Regions from separate parts of the Mus musculus genome. Here all the other regions are linked to region 1. A link is a contact called in public HiChIP or PLAC-seq data. All regions are on one chromosome and are shown on one strand. The core of a region is the stretch at or near the end of the contact, and the rest is flanking DNA. Distances in the headings are between cores, read along the strand shown. Region 1 overlaps Gm41334 (a long non-coding RNA gene). Region 2 has its middle 77 kb from the start of Gm25702. Region 3 has its middle 55 kb from the start of Gm41335.

What was found. HiChIP or PLAC-seq counts read pairs in DNA pulled down with a chosen protein or histone mark.
Region 2: a FOXA1 HiChIP or PLAC-seq map of pancreatic cancer cells shows a contact between it and region 1. The contact joins two enhancer-like sites. A contact is called at or near these places in 1 of 15 datasets of contacts at CTCF or cohesin (the NIH/3T3 cell line), 1 of 115 datasets of contacts at active chromatin or transcription factors (pancreatic cancer cells) and 1 of 9 other capture datasets (embryonic trunk).
Region 3: an HNF4G HiChIP or PLAC-seq map of pancreatic cancer cells shows a contact between it and region 1. The contact joins two enhancer-like sites. A contact is called at or near these places in 1 of 484 Hi-C or Micro-C datasets (adipose-derived mesenchymal stem cells) and 1 of 115 datasets of contacts at active chromatin or transcription factors (pancreatic cancer cells).

Annotation. Positions count from the first base shown.
Region 1 is chr15:63,064,370-63,068,280 of GRCm38.p6, forward strand. Gm41334 (a long non-coding RNA gene) reads right to left here. Exons shown (of 3, transcript XR_875378.1): 2 at 3,549-3,622; 3 at 3,131-3,252. Among named protein-coding and RNA genes, the nearest start is that of Gm41334, 4.4 kb to the right of the region's middle. RefSeq lists an enhancer at 1,333-3,242. Within about 2 kb of position 2,167, at least 43 of the 459 cell types and tissues checked have an H3K27ac peak or open chromatin away from gene starts, as enhancers often do. A contact at or near this core is called in the NIH/3T3 cell line and pancreatic cancer cells, where this site is marked.
Region 2 is chr15:63,556,479-63,560,389 of GRCm38.p6, forward strand. No RefSeq gene overlaps it. Among named protein-coding and RNA genes, the nearest start is that of Gm25702, 77 kb to the left of the region's middle. Within about 2 kb of position 2,098, at least 20 of the 459 cell types and tissues checked have an H3K27ac peak or open chromatin away from gene starts, as enhancers often do. A contact at or near this core is called in the NIH/3T3 cell line and pancreatic cancer cells, where this site is marked.
Region 3 is chr15:63,410,183-63,414,093 of GRCm38.p6, forward strand. No RefSeq gene overlaps it. Among named protein-coding and RNA genes, the nearest start is that of Gm41335, 55 kb to the left of the region's middle. Within about 2 kb of position 1,744, at least 28 of the 459 cell types and tissues checked have an H3K27ac peak or open chromatin away from gene starts, as enhancers often do. A contact at or near this core is called in pancreatic cancer cells, where this site is marked.

The sequences.
Region 1 (3,911 bases), core at 917-3,416:
AACATCAAACTAAATGGAGAGAAACTCGAAGCAATCCCACTAAAATCAGGGACTAGACGAGGCAATTCTCATCATGCATTGGCTTTCAGTTTCCTTACTTTCATTCTCTATCTTCTTATACAGACAGCAGTTACTTATAGTTAAGACTCTACCTACTCTACCATACTCTGGTCTTAATTTATATCTACCAAAATTCTATTTCCATATAATGCCATATTTACAGGTACCAAAAGTTAGGACTTTAAGATATATTTGTTGGATGGCACAATAGCTGAAACCATTGCAATATGCGTCTCACTGAAGAACTGATTATGGACCACAGAGACATGAAAAGAATGAATTCTAATATAATGTGAAATATACTTCTAGGGATTTGTTCGTGGCCATGTAGTGTGATGTAAGTAGAGTGGATTTTAGTGCAGGAGAGTCTTAGGTGGGTTGAAAGGTTGGCTAAATTCTGAAGATAAGCTGGAGTTCAGTTAAGGAATGAAGAAAGGACATCACCAAAGGCACAAGGTAATCCCTTTAATGGCATAAAGAGGGTCAGTAAGACATGGCACAATTTGTATAGAGAAAACATGAGTAAAATTCTAACACTAATGGAACTATAGCATCATGGAAGGAGAGAAACTAAACTAAGTCTCTCTGTGCAATGTCCTTTTTCCTTTTTTTTTTAATTAGGTATTTTCCTCGTTTACATTTCCAATGCTATCCCAAAAGTCCCCCATGCCCACCCCCCCAATCCCCTACCCACCCACTCCCCCTTTTTGGCCCTGGCGTTCCCCTGTACTGGGGCATATAAAGTTTGCGAGTCCAAAGGGCCTCTCTTTCCAGTGATGGCTGACTAGGCCATCTTTTGAAACATATGCAGCTAGAGATGTCCTTTTTCTTCCTGAATGCGAAGCTTAGATTCTTAGTCAGTCATCCTACATTTGGCAGTTGAATAACCATTGGGACAATGTGTATGCTATGGTATCATCAGATCATTTGTTGAGGTTAATGGTAAGATAACTACAATAAACCAGTTCAGGAAGTATTTTAAATCCATAGATTCTGAACTGAAAATTTGAACTATATGAACATCATAAGGTTATTTGGGAAATTTAACATGAAGATCTGAATCTTTGGTTCTTGCTAATGTAGAATGATGGGAGTCAGTCCGTGGATGAGTCTTATGAAGATTTTTTTTTTTTTGGTTTTTCAAGACAGGGTTTCTCTGTATAGCCCTGGCTGTCCTGGAACTCACTTTGTAGACCAGGCTGACCTTGAACTCCGAAATCCGCCTGCCTTTGCCTCCAAAGTGCTGGGATTAAAGGCTTAAGCCACCACACTGGGCACGTTATGAGGATTTTAAGTGAGAGAATTTAAGGTGTAAGTTATAAGAAGCTACCATTTTTACTAGCAGTAAGTGTACTGTTACAAATAGGACCCAGGTAATAATCTCTGATATTCATGATTCTGACAAAAGCATTTCCAACAAGGTTTTGAGAAACTATATAGTATGTAGCAATACAGAAAACAGGAAAGTACTACATTTGTCATAGACAACTATTTCTTCCTCCTTAGCACTCCTCTCTCATTAGGATAAGAAGACATCCTGGGCAGGGTCAGCTAATAGCATTCTACATGAGGCCCTACTCTAAACCAAACTCACTGTCTTTGCTATCAGCAGCCGGCTCCCGATGTGTGTCAATTACAAAGAGAGCAGGGCTCCAAAGACCATGAAGCCCAAATGTGGTTACTGAGCAAACAGGGCTATTTGAAGTGCATTCCTTTCTGCTGAGCTTGGTGTCAGTAAAAAGGAACTCTCTTTTCCTATAGCAAGACCCTCATGTCCTAGTGAGGTTTCAGCCAAGAGTTGTGCAGTGTTGGCAGTGAGGGAGGGACTGGTGGCCACTTGAAATTCTCAAGTCCATGTCCCCAAACACTAGACAGAAAGGCCCTTATTTTTGGCTCCATGCCCTTCTCCAATTTCATTTCCACTGAAGAGTGGCCCAAGCTCTGTGATCTGTTCCATCAACACTGTGGCTAAAATTAAATTTCAGAGTCCTAGTGCAGAATGAGCTGAAGTCTTTTCTAAAGTGCATTCACCCCTGCTGTGTGAGTGTTCTTTACTAAGGAGATGTCAAGAGGGGAGTGTCCTCAACAGGATTTGTTTCTGGGAGAAAAGTAGGAGATTTACACAAGTTTCACTAGACTTTGAGGGGTTAGGAGATGACTAAGTCCTAACCTCAAGATACTTACTTTCTTTTGCAAAGTCTTAGATGTAGATCACAAATTCTACTATGAAGCAGGCAAAATTTCTTAACTGAATAACTAACACAATAACAACAGAGATTCCTATCTGACTCAGTTCTTGACCAGTAGCCCCTTTTATAGATATTGTCTTTCTTGACCTTTATAACATCCCTGTATTTTATGGGATCATGGTCCCTCCATTTGAAACCTGAACAAACACATGCTCAGAAAAACAAAAGCATATTAGTCAATTTAAATGAGTCCAGGATTGCTGTATGTCTTCTTGTCTCAAAATACTACACTGTTTCCTCAAGTAAAATGCTATTCTAGGACAGAGTCCGGAGAATTTTCATAGGGAGAGGTAGTGTTATATCAAATGGCCAGAATTAAAAACATAACATTTTGTGACTTTTTTCTCTATTCATCTGTCTACAAGCCAGATAGCATAGTAATTAGCAAAAGATTTGTTTTCCAAAGGAAGTTAACAACCCTTCCCTCTATCTCTACAAACAATTGTTGATAATGTACATAGTCATTTCTCGATCTCAAACAGTTGCCTAGTCCCTGTACTGCCTGTTACACAATTCAAGATAAGCCCTGTGTGGCAAATCATTGGAAAGCCCCTTCCATCTAGTCAGAAAATTCAGCCAAAGGTAAGCAAACAGTTTGGGAAGATTCCAGAATCCTGAAGTAAGCATGCGATTTAACAGTGCAAGTGCTCTTACACACCATTCAAGGGCCATGACTAACTTCCTGTAAGGCACTTACAAAGTCTCTTGCAAATGGAGGCAGTGGTATTTTGTGTCATTGTTTCTCCTGACTGAAAATAGCCTTTTATTCAGTAACATGCAAGAGGAAATAGATGATCTAGCACATACACTAGGAAATCCTGTGAGCTCCTCACTTATCGGTTTATTCTGTCTATTTTTGATCAATACACCTTACATATTTGGTGAGGAGGCAATGACTCCAAATAAGTGTGCTTATTGCTTGGTGATCTGCCACTCTTGAGGTCTGTAAGATACAGTAATTAGAACATCATTTAAGACGTTTATTTCCTCTTTTATATCAGAAAAATCTATGCTATATAATATGAAATAAAGATTCAATTACAGAGGTTTGAACTTGTGTCAGGGCTTAACCCATTGTCCTGTTCTTTGTTTGTTTGTTTTTATTTGTTTTTGTTGTTCTTAAATGTACATTTTCAATACCTCTACCACAAATATAATATAAAATACTATATTATTAGACACTTTTCTTGTTGCTGTGGCCAAAAGCAACCTTAAGGATGAAAAGAATTTTTGACTTACAGTTACAGGAGAGAAATTCCATCCCAATGGGAAAGGCATGGAGAAGGTGCCGAAGGCAACAGGTCAGTTTGCATCTGCAACCAGAGAGCCAAGCAGAGACAGGAAATTAGGATAATGGTATAGAATGTCAAGACTCATCCTGCATAGCTCATCCACTTCATTGAGGCTCCACTCACCGAAGGTTACGTAACCTTTGAAAACAGGACAGACAACACATTTTTCAAAGACATGAGCCTCTGGAGGTATATTTCGTATTCAGGCAACAGACCATATTTTAATATTCTAGGACAGCAAGATGGCTCAGTGGGTAAAAGTGCTTGTTACCAAGCCCGATGACCAGAGTTGATCTATGAGTTCACACAC
Region 2 (3,911 bases), core at 848-3,347, 490 kb after region 1:
ACTTTTCAAGAGAAGCCAGAAATCCAGATATCCATGGGAACATTCCAGTGTTTTAACATTGAGCACTAATACACACACACACACACACACACACACACACACACACACACACACATCTAAGGGGTAGATTAATCTACAGGCCTCCAACTTGAAATACTAACTCAATTGGGGAGAAGGGATGTTTTTAGTGCAATATCAAAAACTCTGAACAGAGACAGGAAAGCAGAGAGATACATTTTCAGCATTCCAGAGATGAGAGCACTGAGAGGCAATTTCTAGGAGCAAACTCCGAAGGAAAGATGGGATATAGACCACTTTATGAATCCAAGGAAGAGACATTTATACCTCTAATTGAAATGGAATAAGAGCCAGGTTTACACTCCTAGCTGAAACATACATACATACATACATACATACATACATACATACATATTTAAGTAGATGCCATGGTGAAACCATTACTTTGTATGTCAATGTGATGTGTTCATTTTTAAAGTAACAGATTGTAGACATCCTGTCTTATTGTCTGCTTCCTGCTCAGTGGTGAAACAAACACCTCTGCACCAGGTGTCCCTACCATCACAGTGATCTGCCCAAGTCCTTGGGACCAGATGACTACAGACCAACTCCTCTGAAACTAAGAGTCAAAATAAGCCCTTCTTCCCCTTAAATGATTTGTCATTGGGATGCAAGAGTCGTGAATACGTGGGATGAATAGAGTTTCAGCTGTGGATACAGAGACATGAAAGTAGAGAATGACAACACATGTTCCCCACATTCCCTGTTCTTTCCAAAAGGAATCTCCAGCTGGAGGCTGAGAAAACCTAAGTAACCCTGTTCTGGACCTAGGGCATCCTTTTGAAATCAAGCCCGCTTTTTGCTGCTGTCTCTCAGTGCCTTCTCATCCCTGCAGCCATGGCGTTTATTCTTGGCAATGATAAAGCAACTAAAGCATGATGCATCCTGTCTGAAGCTTCCTCTCTGCCTGTCATTTTCTTTACGCATGTCTCAGTTTCCACACCATGGTCATGTTAAACTATATCATCTAAAGTTGATAATAAAATTACCAGGGTTACAGGTAGCACAGTCTGACCTCAAAGTAGTTAGGTAGGTAGTCATGAATGACCTTGGACTTCAGATACTCTAACGGCAGCCTCTACTCCCCAAGTATGAAGTTATAGGTATGTATATACCACTGTCAGAATGCAGTCCAAGAATGGAGTTATGTGAGAATTCTGAATACTCATGAGAAAATGCCAGGAATACAAGACAAGAGTCTTGTGATATAAGCTTCTTCAAAGCACAGAATTGTTCTTGGAATGTGTTTTTATGCTCCTCCCAGGTGTAGGAGATAGGAGTGAGTCTACCTTAGTCATGGTTATTTATATGCCTCTATGGAAAAACATGTTTTTGCCACATGTGGCTTGTCATTGTGATTGAACACCTTACTTCTGTGATTCTTCTTAACCCTCGGAGTATAAATTGCCTGGCACTCTGAATAAAGCTGGCTATTGTGTAAGACTTTAGTCTGACTCATTTTTAGGCCCTGCTTTCCCAGGTTCATGCTGCTAACTAGATGGATAAACATACCACCACATCCAGTGTATGCAGTGCTCGGGATCAAAACATTGGGCCACATGAGGCTGTCACTCCGATAACTCAGCTATATTCCCAGCCCAAATAAATAACACTGAGTAAGAAAAGGGAGGGTTTTTTTTCTCTCTTATGCTGTTTCTTTGTAGCAAACTTCTAGGAATTTTTAAAGTTGTTGATTTAATAATTCACAGTCCATAATGATTACTCCTCAACCATATGAGTTCTGATCTATACAAGGTGATTAGACAATTTGCAAGAATGAGGAAGAGTGGTTTGGACCTTTGGGAAGTGAAATTTAGAATTTATTGTTCTGAATTCACCCCCCCCCCAGGTAAATAATGATTACATGGTAATAAATTGTGTGATTGTGTTTATTCTGTGCCTGAGGTCAGGAAGTGCTATGAAACAGAGGCTTCTGGGTAGGACTATGGCAGTGAGAAGCAGCAGGAACTACCAGTGAGGAACAGTTCTCATGGAAGAATTCAAGATGATGCAGAGGCCTTGGATTCAGTCCACTTTCAGCTGTTACTATGAGTGATGAAGAAAGATACAGCACATTACCCACAGCTTACAAGTAGAAGACCAGAGCATTCCCAACTGTATCCAAGGAGTGTACTCTCAGATCTATCTAACAGAATGAGGTAAATGAAGCTCACATTTATTGAGAATAAATGAACATAGCTAGGTGGCATTCTATTTAGCAGCTTGCACTTAGAGTTGTACCTTCAATGAGGCAGTGTCCTTGCTGGGCTGGGTTCAGGAAACCAGAGTCAGATTGTTTGGGCTTAAATCCAAGCTGTAGGATATCCTCTGCCCTTGACCTTGAGTTCTCCCACACTTAGTCATAGTGACTTCCTAAGGTTATAAGAAATCCATAAAGAGGCACACTGAAAGTACTATGATGGCATTAATTACAATACTGCATTTCAGGATCAGAAGTTATGTCATCCGCAAAAATGTGCTTCTCAGAAAACAAAAGCCAATCTTCATACTTTATAAAACCTTTAAAAAAACATACCTCATGTTAAATACCCCCACAGACTGAAACTGGATGTAAGAACACAATATTTAAGATAAGAAAGCGCAGGGGTTTGTCTAACTTTGCTACTCAGTAGCAAGAGTCCCTGAGCAAGTCTCAGGAGGCCTCTGGGTACAGTTTGCTGCTGCTTTAAATTATGCATACACTTCTCAAAGCTGACAGAGGAAATACTTGTGGAAAATGCACTGCAAACTTATCTACCAACAAAAACCACCATTGTTCATTTTTCTTGATGATTTAAAACTATTATTATATACATAGAGTAGTATAGGACAATATGATAAAGCGTTACCACATGGGGTAAATGTAAAAATTAACATTACTCCTCAGCTGGAGGGAAGGCTTCCTGCCCATCTCCTCCCTTCAGTGCTGGAATTTTATCTGCCTTGAAGTTGAGCAGGAAGTGGTTTGGTTTGCTTTGGTTTGATCATCCAACTACACATCATCCAAAAATAAGCCTTGTTTGCTTATTTGGGTCTTTGTTTCTTGCAGTGACAGAGAGGGTCCAGGCCTTAAACATGCTCAGCAAGTACTCTGTCCCAGAACTACACCCTTAGCCCGTAGAAATGGTTTGTTTGTTTGTTTGTCTGTTTGTTTGTTTGTTTGTTTTTTAGTGAAAAATGTAAGAGAATGCCAGAGGACAACCTAACTTACTGCTGCAAATTTTCAAAATCATTATAACCTCTAACTCCATTCCAAACACTTACTCTTACACCAACAGGTAACTGTAGCTTTCACTGTCATCAAATAAGCTTTTTATTGGAACTGCTAGAGACCATCACAGAAATCCACATCTATTCACACATATCATGACTGGTCTACGTGGACAGAGCAATGATGGGGTCCCAACCCTACAATAAACACCAGCCCCTAAGGCTTAGGGAACATCAGGGAAGAGGCAGGTAGAAACATAATAAGAGCCAAAGGGACAGGACACAAACTGTAAGGGTGTGTCTTTTATACATAACAGGGAGGCTCCAGTCTAGAAAACTCAACAATATGGTCACCTAATCAAGATCAAAACAATGGCAACATCTGGTGACTTTCAGCATAATGGAGTAAATCTCACAAGGCTCCACTCCTAGATGAAAAGCTACAGACAATGGCTGCTGAGAGAAGCTATCATTTTCCACAGTTGAGTCCTCTAACAGGTTATTCAATCCTAAACTATTTCCTCTCATTACACACACACACAGAGTACACATACATATACATATGCACATATATGAGCAACACTAAATAGATTGAGCAGGTTGTATCTATATATACATATCTG
Region 3 (3,911 bases), core at 494-2,993, 350 kb after region 1:
GGAGAGAAGGAGGCAGGGATGGGTTTAGGGATGGAACAAGGAAGGGACAAAAGAGGCAAAAGTTTTCCCAAATAGTTATTAGAAAAGTTTTTAGTATTATTTTCTAACAAATAAAATTTTATTGTATACTAATCTCTTGCCCCATTTCTTTGTAAAAACATATTTAAACAGTATTTTAAATCAATGAGCATATACTTGGTTTTTATTATCATAATTTAATAAAAATTTTTCTTTATGGATTCCTACTATGACCACATTGTCTATATAAATTTTATATGATTTTTTCTAGTGTAAACACTATTTAATATCACATGGAATACTAATCCTTAGAATTTTGTGAAAATATTCATTACATTCCACAGAATGGAACTATTTGAAGGCAGGTCTCCCTTCTACTAATAAGGGACCCATGTTCCATGAACTCCTTTGGGGGTCATTTGTTTTCCTTACAGAGATACAAAAAGCTCTTGAAAGAGCTGTTTACAAAAATCAGAGCTATTTTTGTGCCATCTTTCATTTTTAAACTCCAAACACACCTCCACTTTTTATTCTATGAAGACTGAGACATCATACTTCTTCAAGTTTGTCAGTTAGGTAATTCACTCCCCGCATTTTCATCTCATATGTGTTTGACACTGGTGGGTTGAGGTGGTGGTGGGTGGAACGATAGGGGAGTACCCTCTCAGAGGCAGAGGCAGGGGGTAGAGAACTCAGACGGGGGGGGGGGGACCAAGACAGTGGGCAACTTTTAGAGTGTAAAAAATTAAATTTATTTAATTAAAAAAAAGTTTCAAAGGAATCTGGCTAGATTCTAGGATAACCCATCCACTGCACAGAGAATATGTTCTTGGAAAGCCACATCTTCAATTTTGCTACGGTTTTGAACTATTCTTTTTCTGAGTGTCAATTCCTCAGATGCTCAGGGAGAAGACAAAGAGATAAGCCAGGGGCTCCCTAGGGGCCACTCCTGATATAATGAACTCTCACAAACCGTCCCCAGTAGACTGCACAAGCAGGGATGCCTTCTCCCCGGAAGGATGATTCTCCAGTCTCACTTTCCTGGAACAACTGATGGGTGTGGTAATCGAATCCACAGACAGAGACTTTATGTGGCTAATATCCCAAGGCTTTCTAAGTGCAGTAATAAACAGAGCACATCTTGATGACACAGAAATTACAAGGCAAAGACCATAATCATAACTCACGCCTGCTTCTGTGCACCGCGGACAAGAGAAGTTTCCACTCCTAAGACTCAGAGGAGGAAAACATGTAAGGCCATCAGTTGCTGCCACATATATTTTACTTCGTGAAACTTTCTCTCTTTTTTTTTTTTTTTTTTTTTTTGCCACCCACAAAAGTGAAACCCAGTCATCTGCAGAATCGGCCCCTGTGTCTAGAAATAAATAAAGCAGTGGTTAATTAAGTGCTGCACACCATGGCTGTTCCACACCAGAAAGCACACTCCTCTCCAGCAGATCACTTTGGTTACAATAACAAACATGCTGTGATTAGAAAGGAATTCCGAACATATCATATTTGGGAAATATGTCCCAGACTTTGGAAATTTCAAGGAAACTTGGTAATCGTGTTAGCTACCCTCATAGCCCCATCTCCCATCTCACCATTCCCATCCCCCGAAATGATTCCTGAGAAATTTTTTTTATCTAACTTCTACTGACTCCAGCATGAGACATGAAACTTTACTATTTACTTTATGAGTCATTCCACAAAGTTCTCTGCAACAACCTCAATGATTAGAATAGACTATGCCACCGCAGTCCTACCGGAGAAAGGCAGGGAGCATTTGTCTAGACTGTGCCACTACCCTTAGGGATGTTCAGTCAGCCTCCCTTAGCACCTGTATCTTTATTTTTTTTTCTAACAAGAACACTAAACACACAGTTTCTTCCTAAACTCTGTATGGTTATTAATCTCAAACATAAATATTAAGTCTTAACCTTTATATAAAACCATCACTTTAAGAAAGTTATTAATCCTCTGGCCTTGGCCATAGAGAACAACGACCATCGGCACAGGTGATAGGTGATAAGAATTGACCATGATGGGCAGGGGAGATGGCACAGTAGAAAAAGTATTTGTTGCACAAACTTGACCTGTATTCAGCTGCTTAGAAACCATGAAAGATGGAAGGCATAAAATACTCAAGGTTGTTCTGTGACCTCCACATGCATATATCCTCACAAGGAACATATACATGTAAACAAATTAATAAGTATTTTAAAAACGAGTAACTATGACTACTTTTATAGTCATTGCTATGTCATCCGAATGAATAAAAAAATAAAAGCAGTAAAAGGAATTTAAATTATTGGAGAGAAATTTAGAAAGCTTATGAGGAAAGTGAGAACTTCACAGAAATTCATTTGTGATAATCCCACAATTGCACACATTGTTGTAATTTACAGCATGGTAGGAGTATTACAAAGGAAAGTCTGGGCAGTCATGGTTGAAACACTGTGCCATTCTGAAGACTGAAATAGAGAAAAGTAATCAATTTTTGTTTTCGGGAACTACTTGGCTTTGAATGGTCCATGAAAACCCACACAGTAAATTCTGAGGCAAAGGCAGTGCACCAGGGCAGTGAGCCAGAAGTCTGGGGCTGCCTCAACTACAAAACCATCACACAACACGTAATTGTGGCCACGTGTCTGAATCAGTCAGAGATGTAGCCTCTTCATCCATCCAGTGGGTAGGAACATTCACCCTTGACTTCCTGACTACAGCCAGAGATCACAGAGCAAGAGGCATTTGGAATACAGGCAAGCCAGTTCTAGTTGCCACATGATGAGTCTGGTGTTAAGAGCCTAGGCATTCTATGACCTGAATGTGTCCTTCCCGAGCACTCCATAACTTAATTCCAAAAGCTATGTGCAGAAGTCCAACCACTCTAAATTTTGCAATCCATGGAAATGCAGAATTAATGTTCTTCCCCTGCTGATTGTCCTCAGCTGGCCTCCCCAACACCTACAGCCCTCCATATGACATTCGCTAATTCTTAGCTAATATCTTTTATGAGGTGACCCTCACTCATCTCCTCAGATTCATCTTTCACATCTCCTACTTTAAAGGCTATCGTCTGGTTGACTTCATGTCTCCTTGAATACTTATGTTTCCTGTGGTTGATGCTGTTCCCTAGCCTGGCTGGCTTTGACTCCTATACAAGTCTGCCTTCTTCCCTTTCTTAACTCCTCAGACCAAAAAAAAAAAAAGAATGTTAGGCTAAATCTCCAGGCTGTGTAATCCCAAAGCACAGTATCCCACTGTCCCCAGTCTCCTGCATGGCTGGTAATTAAATCATCATTTTATACTCCAAACCAGAAGAATATTTATGAGGGCAAATGCAGGTATGCCACTTTAACTTCAGATAGGCTCAGTGCTTAGCAGTATGACTTCCAAAAATCAACGTCCAATAAATATCAGTGGGTTATCCATTAAAGAGAGAGATTATCACTCATTGATATTCTAGACAATGGCCCTTCCCCTTTGTTCTGTCTCTTCACATCTTCCTTCCTACATTCTCATTGTTTCTAGAGTACATCACTATTGAGAAGAAACTGTACTTTTCATCTCTTCCTTTTAATTTTTTTACAATTTAATTTAATATATTATACATTAATGGTATCATTATGACATTTTCATATATTTATTAAATTTGGTTGTTATTTATATCTACCCATTACTGAACTCCCTGGTGCTCCTGTTTCCAACTGGCCCATCCCTTCTCAATATGGCCTCCTTTGTGCCCTCTTGTCACATGTCTTCCAATACCCTTTCCTTTACCCTACTTGAGATTTCTTCCTCCTCTCTCAGAATGCCCTTTCTAATTTCATGACATGGACACAAATGCACTCATAAACACATGGTTTTAAATGTAGGAGATGCAGTATGCA